Regions from separate parts of the Mus musculus genome. Here region 2 is linked to region 1. A link is a contact called in public HiChIP or PLAC-seq data. All regions are on one chromosome and are shown on one strand. The core of a region is the stretch at or near the end of the contact, and the rest is flanking DNA. Distances in the headings are between cores, read along the strand shown.

What was found. HiChIP or PLAC-seq counts read pairs in DNA pulled down with a chosen protein or histone mark.
Region 2: a contact with region 1 is called in an H3K4me3 HiChIP or PLAC-seq map of bone marrow-derived macrophages, with 4 times the contacts expected there. The contact joins the promoter of App here to the enhancer-like site in region 1. A contact is called at or near these places in 3 of 39 promoter capture datasets (the 3T3-L1 cell line, hippocampal neurons and neutrophils), 1 of 15 datasets of contacts at CTCF or cohesin (the NIH/3T3 cell line), 33 of 484 Hi-C or Micro-C datasets (the G1E-ER4 cell line, the N1E-115 cell line, Sertoli cells and 26 more), 13 of 115 datasets of contacts at active chromatin or transcription factors (astrocytes, bone marrow-derived dendritic cells, bone marrow-derived macrophages and 10 more) and 3 of 9 other capture datasets (adipose tissue, liver and pancreatic islet).

Annotation. Positions count from the first base shown.
Region 1 is chr16:85,112,692-85,117,595 of GRCm38.p6, reverse strand. The region is part of intron 2 of App (amyloid beta (A4) precursor protein); the gene reads left to right. Among named protein-coding and RNA genes, the nearest start is that of App, 59 kb to the left of the region's middle. Within about 2 kb of position 3,490, at least 37 of the 459 cell types and tissues checked have an H3K27ac peak or open chromatin away from gene starts, as enhancers often do. A contact at or near this core is called in adipose tissue, bone marrow, bone marrow-derived macrophages and 4 more, where this site is marked.
Region 2 is chr16:85,172,112-85,176,774 of GRCm38.p6, reverse strand. App (amyloid beta (A4) precursor protein) reads left to right here and starts at 3,068. Exons shown (of 18, transcript NM_001198823.1): 1 at 3,068-3,273. The coding sequence starts at 3,217.

The DNA.
Region 1 (4,904 bases), core at 2,241-4,740:
TCATGTGCTGGGAGACAAGCTAAGTTAATTGCTAAACAGAGAAAAATGATGAGACAAGTATGGTCAAAAATGAGAGCGACTGAAGTGTGATTTTTAGCAAGGTCAGCGTGTGCCTCCATGAAAACTGACCACATGCCAAAAGCAGGTCTTCAGTGCACTTCTTAAGGGGAGAAGAGTGTAAGCTTTTCAGACTGGCCCAGGTTGACTTGGATAGGGGTAGATTCTTAGCACGTTTCAATTGCATGGATGTGAACAGGGATCACCAGCAATTATTTCCATAGGCTAGGAAGCATTGACATTGCTCACAGGGTCTGTGCCCATAAGCCTATAAAATCACCACTCAACTCTAAAACAGTATCCCTCAAATCAAATCATCTTTCTCCGACTAGCTTTGGGTACTGGACAGCCACATCTATCTGCCTTTTACTGGCTGGATACTGCCTTTTATTAGGCAGAAAGGTTGTCTTTTCTTCTTTCTTCCTTTCTTTCTTTCTTTCTTTCTTTCTTTCTTTCTTTCTTTCTTTCTTTCTTTCCTTTCTTCCTTCCTTCCTTCCTTCCTTCTCTTCCTTTTTGTTTGAGAAAATTAATTTTGACAAAGGACATTACCCTTAATAGAGACAAGCCTAATTGCTACAAATATGACATGACCAAGTGGCGAGGATAATTATCACTCTGAGGAAAAAAAAATCTAGATAAAGAGCTTGAGGTGAACAGAGGCAAAGGAAACCATCTTCGCTTTAGTATTTATTTATTTTTTGTTTGTTTGTTTGGTTGGTTGGTTGATTGGTTTTTAATGATGGCAACTTAAGCCAAAGGAGACTGAAGCCAAATCAAGGGAAGCATAGTTGTCCATCATAAATCTCAGGTGTGTGCAGAGGAGGAGGCTAGATATTGCATTGGACACAGCTATGCTGTCCAGTACCTGGGAGGCTAAGGCAAAAGGATTAAAAGTCAGAGGCCATACTTGGCTACACTGTGAGATTCTGTGTCCAAAGAGAGAGTAGGGTGAGCCGAAAGATCTGAAGGTGAAAGGAGACTCCGCTGAATCTGGTGAGTTTTGGAAATGGCAAAGAATGACCTTTTTCCAAGAAACGGTTAACTAGGTAGGTTCTGTTGCCCAGAGACAAAACCAATGGAACAGCCCATGTGTGTGGAAGAGGGTTTCTCCTACATAGAGAAAAACCCTGGGCTGAAGGCAGCTTTCAAAGGGAGGAAGCAGGACTAGGTCCTGTGTTGGAGTGTTGGAGCAGAGAACTATTCCCAAGTGCTACTTCTCCTGTTAATGCCGTTCTTTGTTCTGCCTTTACTCCTCTTCTGGTGCTAAGATGGGTGCCCCTTGGGGCTCAGGAAGGTCGGAAGCTGGCAGCCAGTGCTTCTGGGAGTGGCATCCCAACTTTGTTTGCCATTGTGTATTGTAATTCCAGGGAGAAGGGATTCTGAGTGGCTTCGTGTTGACCACACAAAGATTTGGCGCCTGCACCAGGGTACTTACCCATGTGGCTGTGTGGTCTGGCAACCCACAAGGCATGGAAGAATGGCTGCTCACAGAAGAGGGAGAGAAATGCACAAGGCCAAAACGGAATGACTGTGGCCCTGTGTACAGTGGCGACAGAGCTGGGTAGTTCTTTTGGCTGAAAGTGCTGGCTGGGATCCACATTGGGTCTTGACTTTAACTGGCACAGAGAAAATGGCAGAGTGGCTGGAGATGACCACTTGGGGCCGTTAAATGTAGTTTGACATTGCCTACAAGATCTTTCATTAGTGTTTTAGTGTTTAGTGTTTAGTGTTTCCCTGCCACTTCCCACATTGTAGCTACTCCTGGTATTTTTAATAAATAGCTCTGATTTATAGATCTGAATTTTTTGTATATTTTGCTAGAATACATTTCTTTGCTTTTATTCCTTCTTTAACTATGTTTATATATTAAGTGACATTGATTGACTCATTGCATGAAATGAAAAGGAAAATAATACTCAACAATTTTTGCTAAATTATAATATTTTTATATTTTTAAGGTTGAATATTAAGGTATGTTCTGTTGCAGGAATTCCCATGTCAGATATTTCTTTTCAACAGGACTTGTTTAGAGCTAATGCTTCCAGCCATGTTCTAATTTCTGTATTACTTATTAGGCTGTTATACTGTTATTATTATTTTGATGACTTTTGCCTTAATTAGTCATTTGCAATAATTTTGCTTAGTACCATAAAGGTGATCTCCTTTTTGCCATCTCTCATTGCACAGATTCCTTTGAAGAATTCTTTGCAACCCTGAGACCAGAGTTCTACCCCCAGAACTCATTGTAGAAAAAGCTACATGTGAAGTACAATTATAACCCTAGTGTTGGGGAGCCAGAGACAGACAACTGGTCAACCTATCTTACTTAGCGCATTCTAGGAGAATGAGAAACCCTTTTCAAGGGGGAAAAAAATCAAAAGATGAATGGCATGTGATGAATGACACCCAAAGTTGTCCTTTGGCCACCGCACACATGAGCACACACACACACACACCAGAAATGATCTCTACTTATTACCAGTAACAGGACTAAACAGTTAATGGTTTTTTGTCTCCCTGTAATGGTGACTTTATTTTATGCATGGACTCTAACCTCCCAAGACTGAGACACAGATGTTTTAGAAGCAATCTGCTGAGTCAGAGAGGCAGCTGTTAGCAGTCTGAGCCTAGGGCAGACAGGAGGAGCTGAACTCATGACTATAACCTCATTTTGACCTTTTGCTAACCAACTGAATTTTCCTGCTAAATATATCTGTAATAGATGCCTTTAACTGTTTGCTGGTGCTTAGCCCAGGGTGGTATCTTAATATTGATCCTTTTATGGGGAATTAGGTATTAACTAGTTTATGTCCTCTGATCTCTCTCACTCTTCTTGGCTTATCTTCCCTGCTATTGACTTGATTTGGAAGTCTATAAGAGTGGCATTTATGTCCCTTTGGTTCCTTTGGAGCTATCCTTGGTCAAGGGAAAGACCGAGGAGAAACAGTAATGGCTGAATATTTTACCTCTACTCCTAGGTACACATAAGGCCTTATGAAGTTTGATTGAGAAAATAGTTTTGATTGTATGACCTAATGTGTATGTTTGTTTTAGCCACATGTTGACCAGGTCTTCCAAATGTTTGATGTCTATATATTTCCTTCTGTCCCCAGTCATAGTAGTTTTTCTTCTACCCAGTCATTGTTGAAGTACATGTCTCTCTCTTTTATTTCTATGCTTTTTATTAGCTCCATGTACAGTTTTTCTTCAGCTCCTTATCAAGCACATATTGAGTGCTGTTAACCAACTGAACAATTCTGCATTCCCAAAGTTCATAGGTTAGGCTAACTCTCTTTAGATAGGTTTTGGAGACACAGTCTTTCAGAGATGACTAGTATTGATGACGTCATGAGGGCAGAGCCCTCCAGATGGTATTGATGCCCTTACAGAAACTGCAGAGAGCCAGCTCTCTTTACTTCCTCATACAAAGGGGTCATGTGAGGATGCAGTGTGAAAATAGAAAAATGTCCTCAGCAGCACATTCGGACTTGGTTTTGTCACTTTCCTGAACTGTGACAAAATAGATTTCCATTGTTAGAGTTGCCCAGGGTGTGGTATTTTACTGTAGCATGTCCACCAGGACCCCATTATGTCTCCTGTAGGTAAAGGCTCTAGAAACCCATGGTGCTACAGAGAGTGACATTTTTAGGGTCATGATTCACAAAGCATTTTATCTGACAACTGAAGCATGCTGGTGGCCATTTGGTAATGCTGGTGGATGACTTTGTTAGCATGAGACTGTAGTAGGATGGGCAGAGGCATCCTTGTCTATCCTGAGGGAGAGTTCCCTGCAGGAGCACCTGTGGTTTCTGCCTGAGGGGCCATTCTGTTCTACTGTTCCTGGTTTTAAAGTTGTTAGACAAGAGTCATGGGATTGCACAGATTTGGCCTCATTTTATATACCCAACAAAAAGTGCAATGAGAGGACCTGCAACCTTAGAGAGAAACACAGAGTGTAGCTTTAAAATGCTTTAATATTGTCTGTGACTCTTTGATGGAGGAAAATAGCCTTTTCTATGATCAATACTAGAAGCAGAGTGCTAACATGGAGAAAGATACTTAAATGTAACTTCATAAATTTAACAATATAACAATAGCCATTTGTGCTAATGAGCTGTTGGGGTACCATGGCAAATGTTATGGCTGAAGAAATGTCAAAATAGAAAAAGCCTCAGAGAAACAAATATTATGTATTTTCTATTTGTGGTTCCTATGCATTGTATAGATTCATAAAATCATGTCTGTCTATATGACATGATGGTATCAATGAGATGTCTAAGGGAACAAGAGGTGACAGTGGGTGGTATAGGGTAGGGTAAGGTAGGGAAAGCTATGGAGGAGAATATATTCATTGTACTGTTTAAACTTATGTGAGAGCTCTTTATGCATCTGAGTGCCATGTACAATGGATGGACACACTCAAAGCTGTAGAAATATTAAAAATAAGAGATCAAAAACCATTAAAATTTAGGGTCAGAAAATGAGACTTATTAGGTTTCATTGCATGGCTTTCAGGTGAAATGATATTTTTTTAAAAAAAAAATATATTGTTTCATGTACACCAAAGGCTTCAGGGTGTGTTTAGTTCCACGTCTCAAGACTTTATTTCTTTACTTTTAAGCCAGGCAACCCTGGCCAGCGTAGCTAAAGACTACCGAGGATAGGGCTTTGTGTCAGACAATGCCTTTCCTGGCTTACAAGGGGTGCAAACATGCTCTGTTCCATCAGATTGAGAATAAAACCTAGAAAATGGAGACAGTGGTAGGTAGCAAGGAGGGTCTTGATGGTGATGTGGAGACTCTGGATCCAGGTTTTGAGAGATGGAAGCCAGGGGATGTGTTAGTATG
Region 2 (4,663 bases), core at 1,819-4,318, 60 kb before region 1:
TAAGGATTTCTGTTTCTGTGGGTTATCATTTATCACTGGGTTTTTTAAATAGGCCTACTCAAAAGAAGACACTTACCCTCCTCTTTTTAAAAATAATTCCTGCCTCTTTCCCCTGGCACATATTGGGTGGGGGGGGGGGGGCTCACTCTGCTCTATGTTCAGAAACGCTCAATATAATGCCCCACTGTCACGATCTATAAACGTTTAATCTTGGACAAAAGGTCTCGAGCTTTCATTTCCCGTAAGATCTTTCGAGATCTGGAACTGGATCTGTTCTCCTGGGTGTTCAGGTTCCTTCCTTGTTCCTACAGACAGGAGATCATGATGATAGGTAAGTGTATTGGGGAAGGAGTGTGATATTCAAGGTATGAAATAACCAGTCCCCCTATGGTTAAGCTGTAGTTAAGCTCTAAGACTGTTTTCCTGGCCTGTGAATGGGGGTTGGGGGTAGTAGTAATGACTTCCTTGGATTTGTGTGTATGTGTGTGTGTTCTGTTATGTGTGTGTCTGTAAGTATACGTGTGCCTATGTATATGTCTGTGTATATATGTGTATGTCTGTAAGAGTATGTGTGTCTGTGTGTGCATGTGTATGTATCTGTAAGTATATGTGTGTCTGAAGTGTGCATATGTGTGTGTGTGTTATAGGTGTATGTGTGTGTATGTCTGTGTATGTGTGTGTGTTTAAGTGTACGTGTGTCTGAAGTACAGATATGTGTATCTGTGTATATGTGTGTGTGTGTAAGAGTAAGTGTGTCTGTGTGTATGTCTGTCTGTGTGTATGTCTGTTTGTATGTATGTCGGTAAATATATGTATATATGTGTATGTATGTAAGAGTAAGTGTGTCTGTGTGTATGTCTGTCTGTGTGTATGTCTGTTTGTATGTATGTCAGTAAATATATGTATATATGTGTATGTATGTATGTATGTATATGTCTGTGTGTGTAAATGTAGTGTGTTTGAAGTATAGATATGTGTGTGTATGTGTAAGAGTATGCTTGTCTGTATGTCTGTATGTATATATGTGTGTATGTCTGTGTGTGTATGTGTATATGTGTATGTGTGCATGTATGTACATGCCTATGTGTGTGTGTGCGCGCGCATGTGCATGCTTGTTGTAAGTCATCCTTAGGTGATGCTCTGGATGCTGAAGCTTTCCACTTTTTTTTTTTTTTTTTTGGAGATAGGATCTCTTTCCTGGCTTACCTTACCCAAGAGTCTGTCTGTCTCTCTCTCCCTCCTAAGCAGGTGCTAGCATGGCTGACATTTTTATGTGGCTTCCAGGGGTGGAACTCAGGTCCTCGTGTTTAGATAGTAAGTACTTTATTGACTGAGCTACCTCCCTATCCTTTCCTTGGCTTCTGTAGGAAATGAATGCCATATGTAATCAAAGCAAACGTTACTTAGCAAATATTTGTTGTTATTTGTTGAGGACCTTCAGAGGACAGACATTCAGGACAAATACAAAAAGGTATCTGTAGAGTTGGGCAGGTGGTATGTAGGCATGTTGATAGATGAGTGCTGACTTCTCAGAAAGGAAGAGGTGGAGACCTATCCTCCCACCACACTTACAGGGGATTGGATTCCTTGCTGTGGGAAAGAAAGAGCGGGCCTTCTAGGTTGCTTTCTATTGCAGAGTTATAAAAAAATCACGATCCTAAGCAACTCGAGGACAGGGCTTATTAGCCTCACGCGTTCTGATCACAGTCTAACGCGAAGGGAACTCAGAGCAGGAACACAGGGCAGGAACCTGAAGCAGGAACTGGGCAGTGGCAGAAACTGCTTGTTGTTTTTTTCCCTCCTGGCTTCTTCAGCCTGCTTCCTTACACAAGCCAGGACCACCTGCTCAGGGCTGGTCTCCCACATCAACTAATAAGAAAGAATATGCCCCACAGGTTTGCCTGCATGTCAGTCTAATGGAGGCATGTCTCTCAATTTAGGTTCCCCCTTCCCAGATGACCAGAGCTCATGTCAAGTTATTAAAAAATTAAGCAGCAAACACATCAGGTAAAGGAAAAGGCTGTGGCCTCAGAAGCCAGGAATGCATTTGGTATTACCTTCATCTCCTTCCACTAGCCTAGGGAGAGCCAAAAGCTTGGCGTCTGAAGCCACATTAGGTCGGGAGGGTGGTGGTAGTGGGAGCATGTCTGGATGGGTCTAATGTAATTTTAACACTGGGAAGTTTGTGTTTAATCTAGGAGAAAATGGTTTTACGGAGGTTCATTTCACTGGATAAGGGCAGATCCAAAAAAAAAAAAAAAAAAAAAAATCGAGAGCAGAGTTCCAGGAAGAAGTCCTGGGTGATGGAGGTGGAGGAAAAAGAGCCATCACTCGGTATCTTTTCTGGCCTAACTTTGATCTCTTCCCCATCTTAGATTTTTACCTCCCTGCCTCCTTCAATCCCAGATGCCGGTCCCCTTCTCTGAAATTATCCACGTCAAGCAAATATGCAATGATAATACATTTAAAAACCCACTTCCCATCTCCAAACACGGAGAAAAATGGGTCATTCTGCATCCTGTGCCCTTCTCTGGTACATTCTAAAGACAAAAATTCCAGATTGCAGTGGCGTGAAGGGTGACCTCCTACCAAAAGAAAAAGAAAATAGAAAAAAAAAAAATCCTGTTTCTTTTGCTAATGTTCTCGGCCTCGCTCCACCTCTCCAAATAGAGAGAACGAACTGCGGATAAAAATGCACGCATCGCAGCCTTAGCTCCTCAACCACATTTGGGAGAGGCCTGCGGGGTCGGGTGACTCAAGCTCGCGCGGGGACGAGCCGAGAGCGCTCCCGACTTCCCTGGAACCTTAACGTCCTACGGTTCACCTTCTCCCGATTGCGGGGTCCTCTCCCTGACCCAGATCACTCCCCAACTTGGTTCCCAGACCCCATCGGGAGCGCGGCTCCCCTTAGCCCAAGACGCCGCACCTGTGGGCTCTGGGTCGCCTCCCGCTGCGCTCGGGCGCAGCTCCCCGAGGCTCCGCTAGGGGTCTCTGTCGGGTGGCGAGCCGGGTGGGCGGGATCAGCTGACTCTGCCGGCTGCGAGCCCCGCCGCCTCGCTCCAGCTCTGTCAGTTTCCTCGGCGGCGGGAGGCGAGAGCACCGGGAGCAGAGCGAGCGCGGGGCCACCGGAGACGGCGGCGGCGGCGCGGACACAGCCAGGGCGCGGCGGATCTTCCACTCGCACACGGAGCACTCGGTGGCCCACGCAGGATCACGATGCTGCCCAGCTTGGCACTGCTCCTGCTGGCCGCCTGGACGGTTCGGGCTCTGGAGGTGGGTGCCGCGCCTTGGGAACGAGACTGGGGAGGCGGGCGCCGGGAGGACGCGATCCTCCCCACCGAGGAGCTTGAATCTCGAGACGTGGGGGGCTGTCACGGGTAGACCGCTCCTCGCCGCCCCCGCCTGCGGGCGCCCTGCGCTTCGGCGGCTCTGGCCCAACCCTGCCCGGGGACGCGCTGCCCGAGCGATGAAGAGGGAATGGGTTAGGGCGCTGGGGTCCCCATATCCGTGCCAGCCTAGGGCTGGAAGGCGAGGGGACGAGCCTGAACGCAGACCCTGACTCCTCCCTGCGTTGAGAGCTGGACTCCGGGATGCGAGAGACACCCAGTTCGAGGGGGAAGGGACACGTGTGGAAAACCGAAAGCGTAGCGTCTCAGGATTCAGTGCCCTGCGAGGAAATCGCCGCCCTTCCCCTTCCTTGGGGTCCTGGGTTGGAATGGGGGCAGCTCTGGATGCTGGGGAGCGCCTGGCTCACACTCCCTTCCCACCCCCGCCTGTCTTGACTGCGAAGCTGGGCTTTGCTCCTGGCGGCCGCGGGCGGCGGCTGCCTGCGCAGCGACCCTCTCCCGAGTCGGTGCGGGGTCGCGCACCGCCGCCTTCCTTTTGCAAACTTTGTGCATTTTCGTGTCTCCCTTTTGTGTAAGTTCCAAGTGATGGGAGGGATCGGAAAGTGCGGCCACCCGGCACCGTCCCTCAACCTGGACGTCCAGGACTCTTCAGTGCACCTCCAGTTTCTCCCTGAGTCTGAGAAGGTCCCCGGGAACAAAAGCCGCGACACCCCGCCCTCGCCGTCCAGGGCGCGGTGGCGGAGCCCTGGTAGTTGGTGCGCCACCGCCGTTCCTTTCCCCGAGCTGCGCGTCTGCCCCCGAGGGCCTAGAGGTGCTGCTAGGGCCCCGCGGTCTCCCACCCCCGCATCACCACCACCTACTGGCAATCCTGTGAGGGACTGCAAAGTCCTGAGAGAGAGAGAGAGAGAGAGAGAGAGAGAGAGAGAGAGAGAGAGAGAGAGAGAGAGAGAGAGAGCGAGCCGGGAGTGAGGCGTGCGTCTGGGAAGGGCAGTGCCTGGTGGTGGGGAGGCTGAGGCTCCAGGGCATCAAAGGAGGCGTTTGTCTGATTAAGGTGCGGCCTCCTATGGGGCAGATTTGGGAACTCTAGCTTAGTCACCCTGGGGGGGACACAGGATGCTGGGGAGGGTCCTCAGGGTTCCTTTTTTTTTTAAAAAAAAAAAAAAAGGGGTGCAGATAAAAGGATTGAATAGGGTGAAGATTAAGACGGAGAAGATGGCGCCTCTGCAGTGCAGCAAAGAAAAGCTGTGTGGAGGCTGCAGCCTGTGAAATCCACCCACCACTAGGTGTATAACAAGTCTTCCCCATTCATCCAACTC